2 separate regions of the Zea mays genome follow, and region 1 is linked to region 2. The links are chromatin contacts, called in public Hi-C maps. All regions are on one chromosome and are shown on one strand. The core of a region is the stretch at or near the end of the contact, and the rest is flanking DNA. Distances in the headings are between cores, read along the strand shown.

Region 1 (3,672 bases), core at 629-3,128, 390 kb after region 2:
TTTTCTTCTAACAAAATGATTTGTAAACAAGGTAGTCATTGCATAGCTCTAGTAACTTAATACACATATTAAGTTTGCTTTTGGTCAAATTTATTTGTCTTATCTTTTATTTGTTTTATTAAATTTGTTTTGAATTTAGGACTCTGATGTGAATTCCGGGCCCTGATGTGAATTTTGGGCCAAAAACTGAATTTCGGGCCTTGATGTGAATTTTGGGCCAAAAATTGAATTTCGGGCTTTTATAATTTTGGGCCGCACGAAATGAGCCCAGCACGTTTAAGCAATTACGTGCCGGGCCGTGGGCTAGGCCCATGGGCCAGCCCGGCACGGCTCGAAATTCAAACGGGCCGGGCCGGTCCGAAATTCAAACAATACGAGTCTTTTCGGGCTTGGGCCGTGCCGGGCCGGGCGGCCCAAATGTACACATATACCCACAGTTCAGAATGATTCGCTATTCTAGTGAAGGGGAGGTGTTTTTCGGACCTTCGGCTAAAGGCTTTCGTCTATATCGCAGTCTAAATTTGTTACAAAGAAACAAATTAATACTGTGAGGGGCTACTGTTGGGGGCCTTCCTCTTCCGAATGTCCTTAAAAACATAACTAATCATTCGCTTCTAGCATAATATTGATCACTACATGGAGCTTCGGTTCATGATAGAAGTCTTCCCCTCTACAGAAGGTTTTCAAGACGAAGATACAGCCCGAGGGTGATAACAATGAACGCCAAAGCTATAGACGAAGTATAACATCTTCGACTTAAAGTGATGACGAAGACCAGACATGATGCTGAGCTGAAGAGGAAAAGACTAGTTAGTCCATGACGATTTATATTATAGTTATGAACAAATGTTAAGGTCATAAATGTACTTTTATCCAGGCTGCGTTCCGTGCCTATAAATAGATAAACAGTTCCACCGTACTGTTCACGTTGGATTGTAATTGCTCTCGAGTCAACATCTTCGAGCAACCCGAAGGTATCAACGTAATGTAAACTTTGTTAATATTCATATATACATTACGAAATACATATGTGAATGAACTGATGGATTACATTCATTATCTCTATGTACTCTTATATTATTATAAATAATGAAGGCATGCCCTTCATGACCTTCGTCTAAAGATCATTATATCCAAGAGCAGATAATGTTTCGGAGGACGAAGATCTTTAATCTTTGGCAATTGTGTTGCCTTGTTCTTGATTCGCAACATTTGAGAACAAGTGACCAACAAATACACATGATTCTTATTAACCATAAGCTCCCTATTTTGCTTTACAATATCACATGTGTTTTTTTTATCTTACACAACTTAAACATATACTAGAAGCAAACTTGTTAAAGTCTTTATTTGTTTTGTCATTGATCACCAAAACCTCTCAGAGGTTGATTGCATTTAAAGAGATGTATCTTCTTAATGGTTAATTATTGAAATGTAATATTCCTATTTAAAACGTAGAAAAATCAAAACTATTTTTTTATAAAAAATGCTTGCTTACTATGTCAGTGGTCGATTATAGCTGTAGCCCGCCCCGAATTTGATAGAGCAGTCTATCTTAGGCTATCTCCACTAGACCGTGTAAACGACCGTGCAAAATACTGTTTTTGTACTGTAGATTACTGCACTGTTTGTAGAATAAAGTTTGAAATAGAAAATAAGATAGAAAGTGAGATACAGAGTTTGCTGGAAATAGTAATGAAGGTGAGATCCGGTATCATGTATCTGGTATGATGCAAATTTTATATGCGTAACACCCAATCCCACCTGCAATTCCCCTAGTAACCACTCGCAATCAGTGGCCTAGCACTTCTGCCGAAAGCCAGCATCTCTATTTGTTCCGGCAAGCCTCCTCTCCAAGCTTCGAATCGTAGAGAAAAGCAAGCCCGCGGGGCCGACCCGGTCGGCATCCGAACCCAACGCCTCTGAGAGCCTTAAACCCCGACCCGAGCCTGTCAGACTGACATCGCTCGACCATTTTCCCATTTCCATTCCCATCCCAATTCCCAGCGGTTTCATTTCCACCTCCTCCTTTTCCAATTTCGACTCGATTCGAAACAGGATACCAAATGCATGATCGATCCCACAAGCCGCAGCCGGCGGAGGCCGGCAACGGCGGGCCGGCTGGCGAGGGCGGCGGCGGGAACGTGGATCGGGTGCTCTTCAAGAACCTCGTCGAGATGGTGCCGCTCGTCGAGTCGCTCATGGTGAGTTCGCGGGTGCCGTGCTAGATCTCGCCGGGGCTACTGAGGTTTCCGCGAGCTCTTGTCGATGCGCTGCCTGACCGTTATCCTGTGTCGCTTCTTCATGCGTGCAGGACCGGAGGGTCAACCCGGCATACTCGCGTCGCGCTTCGCTGGTCTACACGCCGGCGCCGCCCAAGAAGGTTTGTTACCGCCTTTTCCCCCCTAATTTACCCCTATGTCTTTCTTTCTGTTCCTTTGATAGTTTAGTTTGTGGATTTGTCGATTTAATTCACGCGTCGCTTGCTTACGTTCGAATATATATGTTTCCTGTTTTAAATTGCTGGTTTCCTTCAGCTGTCGGTTTCCGCCGTTAGTTAGTTAGGACTGAACAAAAATGCAGCCTAAGGCTGATTTCCCCTCATTCAAATTAGACCTTCGCACAATAACAGTTTCCCTAGATCTTGTAAGCATCTCAGCTTTCACATATTTTGTAGCCTGATGTTGATGAATGGCAGCTGAATCCTCAGTATATGTGATTCTTTTGTAAAACTACCATGACAATTTCTCTTTAGATTTGGTAGTGATGAACCTGAGGATGGATGCTTTATTTTGACAGGCAAGCGATTTGAAAAGTGTCAAATTGCCACAGAGCGTATCAGCCAAAAAGCGGAGAGACCCTGGTGATATAGCCAAGAAGAGCACCCCAGATTCTAACGGCGACAACGGTTCAGTTGTGCCATTATCTCTGTCAGGTGCTGAAAATATGCCCAAGGATGAGGTTGCTGTGCTAAGCGAGCAGATCAATGACCTACAAAAGAAGCTGCTTGAGAAGGAGGAGGCACTGAGGTCTGCGGAGAGCTCTGTGACTGAGATGAATGCAGCATATGCAACTATCGATGAACTCAGACGCCTGGTGGCTGACAAAGAAGCTTTGATCAGATCTACCAATTCTCAGTTGCATGATGCAAAGGTGAAGTGCTGCCCGATTGTCATTAATTACTATTCTGAATTAGCAAGCATGCATATGTCTGTAAAATCTACAATAGTTATAAAGTCCGTCACATGATTTATGCACAAAGCCATAGCTGTTACACTCAGTTCATGCATATATAGTCCTGTCTCTTATTTGCAATGTGTGTTCATAACTTTTATATCATCAACAAACCTGGGTTGTTGACTGATTGTTTAACAGCATGACACAGTTTATGAAAGTTATAAGTTCTTTATCCTCATTTTGAGGATACTGCAAATTAGCTATGCTTGCTGTTTTGCCCTGTATCGAATCAATATTTGTTCAATTCCAGCTTACCCTTTGATTTAGACATTGAGTAATCTACAGTTACTTTTGCGTATATAAATGGTTGTGCATATTTCTTATTGAGATGATTTACATATAGCGAATTTCTACTTACATATGGTAATACTAAATTTCCTTTTTTTTGGGGGTAAGGATGCTAAAATTAAAGATTGTTGATTTTTCTGATGGGAA
Region 2 (3,328 bases), core at 639-3,138:
TTGATAGGTACTGGATCCACACCTTTCTTGATTGCCCTAGCAACATCCTTCACGAGCTGCCTTGTTCGAGAACAGCGGCTCGGGCATACTAACAGTTCAATTGGACAGCCCCTATCTTTTTGCTGTTGGAGATCCTTGCCACTAGGAGACAAGCATGGTGTGGAGGAACTTCGATGCATGAAAGTCTTGGTGAGAAGCAAAGGGAAATCATTTCTAATGGTGCTGAGATCATTTTTCAGAACACTCTCATCAGTGGGAAAATTTAGGGCCACCTGCAGCTTTCTTTTGACCGTATGTGCATTGTCACCACAATTCAATTGAATAGCCAGGACACAACCAACATCGGTTTGGACAAAAACACGTTTCCATCCACCAACCTTGGTCTCGCTTTTGCTTTTAGTAGGATACTCACTGCTAAGAGTTCGGTCCAAGGCTGAGACTGCCATCTGGGTCTGCACTGGGCATTCCAAGTTGCGAGGCATGGTAGAAACTGAAAGAGAAATTGCAGCCAATGTACTAGAGGAAGCTGCCAGAATCCGGCCTTTCTTGCTCCTCTCTTGTTTCCTTCTGCACCCGTCAAGTTCAGCAGACGAGTGAGACTCACAGCAGAGATCATCAGACAGTGACAGACATCTTTTACAACTTGCTAGACATTACCATAAGGTGAAGACAGGCAGATAGCAGCAACCCTTCTACACCAGGTAGCTGTTACTTATGAGACTGGACAAGCTTGCTTGTTGATTGTTAGATCCTGCAAGAACAGAAAGAATTAGAGGAGATTATCATCATAGCCCAAAGAGAGAAGAAACTAACAAAGCACTGAAACAAGACAAGAAGATTCTTTCCATGACATACAATCCACTCTAGCACCAGTCCTGTTCTACATGGACTGTGAAATAGAAGATAAGGAAGCTTCCTCATGATAACTCTGCACAGGCACGAGCTAAATCTACACTACAGCGGTAGCTCTGCACAGGCACAAACTCTGCTGCACAAATGCCAGATCGATCGACACAGATCAGCTTCTGCTAAAAGCAGATGAAGAAGCAAACGCCTAATGGTATGGCGTCAAGGGGCAGAAGACTAGCACCTAACATTGATTCACCATGCTGTGCAATCGGGCATCCAAGTTGAGAGCTTAGTGAATGAAATAACATAATAAAGGAAACAATTGTTCCAGAAGCTACTAGAATTAAAGCTGTGCTGCATCTATGTGCAAGAAAGCATAGTTACTTACTGCCAAATATGTCACCTTTTGCTCACCCGGCTATGAAAAAATCGAATAAAAAATGGGAAGAAAATGCAGAGACTCGGCAGAATTGATGAGATGAACACCAGTGGAAATGGACAACCCCAGGAATGTCGACGAGGAACCCCCACCCGTACCTGATGCAATGCGGAGGCCAGGGAATGGTGGATTGCGCCGTCGGGGTCGCAGATCTGGCACTGCTCCGCCGCCGCCGCACTCCGAGAAGGCAGCACCACCAATCCCTGCCCGGCGGCCGGCGCCGCGCCACCAACTCTCGGTTGCTGGAACAACGGCTCCACCTCCCGGTGCCCCCACTGGCCAGGGAATGGTGGATTGCGCCGTCGGAGTCGCAGATCTGGCACTGCTCCGCCGCCGCCGCTGCCACACTCCGAGAAGGCAGCACCACCAGTCCCTGCCCGGCGGCCGGCGCCGCGCCACCAACTCTCGGTTGGCACAACGGCTCCACCTCCCGGTGCCCCCACTGGCCGCCCCTGCTTCCCAGCTCCCACCCACGCTTGTTCAACCGTTCCTGGTGTCTGTACTGTGTGTTCGTGCGCAGGGGCAGGAGTGGTGCGCCTCAAGTAGGGGGTGAGGGATGGGTTAAAGAGGGGTTAAGGAACACGGGTTAACAAATAACCATGGCTAGGGAGAGATGTGAGTCGGGCGTGAGTAACGGCCATCTCTCTGCTTTCTCCTTTCTTTCTTTTTTTGCAATTGCGAGTTCCCACCGTCCAAATTCCAGTCCCTACATTCAGGTAGTGCTGCTGCAGCAGCGTTTTTCGGTCCTAGAAATGAGAAGTTAGACCATTCAACTCATCTCTATTCTAAATTGTACTTAGTTTTTTTTAATTATACTAGGTGAGTGTCCGTGCGTTGCAACGGAACCGTATAATAACACAATAACAATATATATTATAGATATATGCTCGTGCGTTGCAACGGAAGTAAAAGATTTGTATGACACATTGATACGGAACGACAAACATCACTATAATATGCAAAATACGTGTGGAAAACTATCAATATCACACAAATTATTTCTAAAAAGTTAATTTAGAATTTTTAATTACAGACAAATGTGTCGACAACTGTACACTAATCAACTAATCCTTTTTAGCGATATCGATAAGTTCCTGTTGTATGTTTGCAGGGATGACATATCGGCACGAATTGTCCTCATAACTTAACATATCAATCACAAAGTTCCTTCGAAAAATCTTTACATCCTACAGACAAAGTCATAAGAGAACAAAACATATTATCTTGTAGAATGAGATAGCTGGAATGTATGTTTTGAACATAAAACGAACGTACTACACTCACCCTAACAAATTTCAGTAGTCTGTCATTCCCCCACATGGCCATAGCTTGTAGAACGAGGTAGCTGGTATTAAACCTATAGAATAATGTTTGGGTAACTATGTTTTATACAATGATTATCATAGAAAAAATTTAAACTACTGAGAAGGCGGTACGAAGAAAATACCCTCTTAAGTCAATTGGGACACCAGTCTGAATTGTATGTTCCCACTTAAAGATATCCTCCGCCCATCCAGAATGTTTCTTGTTGTAAGCAATCTTATATTTTTTTGAGGCCATGATAATCGCTTCCGCGAACCTCTTGTATGACATGTATTTACACCAATCTTGAGTCGGTGTAAAATCGATAAAAGTCACATGCTTTTTAACATAATCTATTACGAAAAGGGCGTGACATTCATTGAATTTTCATGGCATAAGAACCTGCAAAATATCAGTCATTAGGATCCTACAACAGAAGTGTCCTTTATAAATACATTCGAAATGAACACATACTTACATATCTACAACCCGTGATATAATAATTCATTGATGGCCAACAATCGAGTATTTTGGCTAACTCTTTTGTTGTAGGATCCTGATGGTACTTTGGAAGTTTACCAAAACCAACCATTCTCTGGACAGTATATATACATGTCCACATGAGGATTAGATGTAGATACTATATATTAATACATTAATGATTGGAAATAAACTTACCCAAAAACGCATGTCCATATAATGCTACCTATTATTTATGATTTCTTCTTTTGGCCTACG

What was found. A called contact is a pair of places that touch in the nucleus more often than the background predicts.
Region 1: a contact with region 2 is called in a Hi-C map of leaf, with 6 times the contacts expected there. The contact joins the promoter of LOC100144300 here to the promoter of LOC103638274 in region 2. A contact is called at or near these places in 3 of 25 Hi-C or Micro-C datasets (ear, endosperm and leaf).

What each region holds. Positions count from the first base shown.
Region 1 is chr9:39,706,269-39,709,940 of Zm-B73-REFERENCE-NAM-5.0, forward strand. LOC100144300 (TMV-MP30 binding protein 2C) reads left to right here and starts at 1,879. Exons shown (of 5, transcript NM_001122869.2): 1 at 1,879-2,204; 2 at 2,315-2,383; 3 at 2,800-3,153. The coding sequence starts at 2,067.
Region 2 is chr9:39,314,207-39,317,534 of Zm-B73-REFERENCE-NAM-5.0, forward strand. It overlaps LOC103638274 (phosphatidylinositol 4-kinase gamma 5), which reads right to left and starts at 1,889. Exons shown (of 3, transcript XM_008661235.4): 1 at 1,387-1,889; 2 at 658-751; 3 at 1-567. The coding sequence starts at 482. LOC103638275 (a long non-coding RNA gene) reads right to left here and starts at 3,253. Exons shown (of 3, transcript XR_558664.4): 1 at 3,069-3,253; 2 at 2,736-2,992; 3 at 2,572-2,645.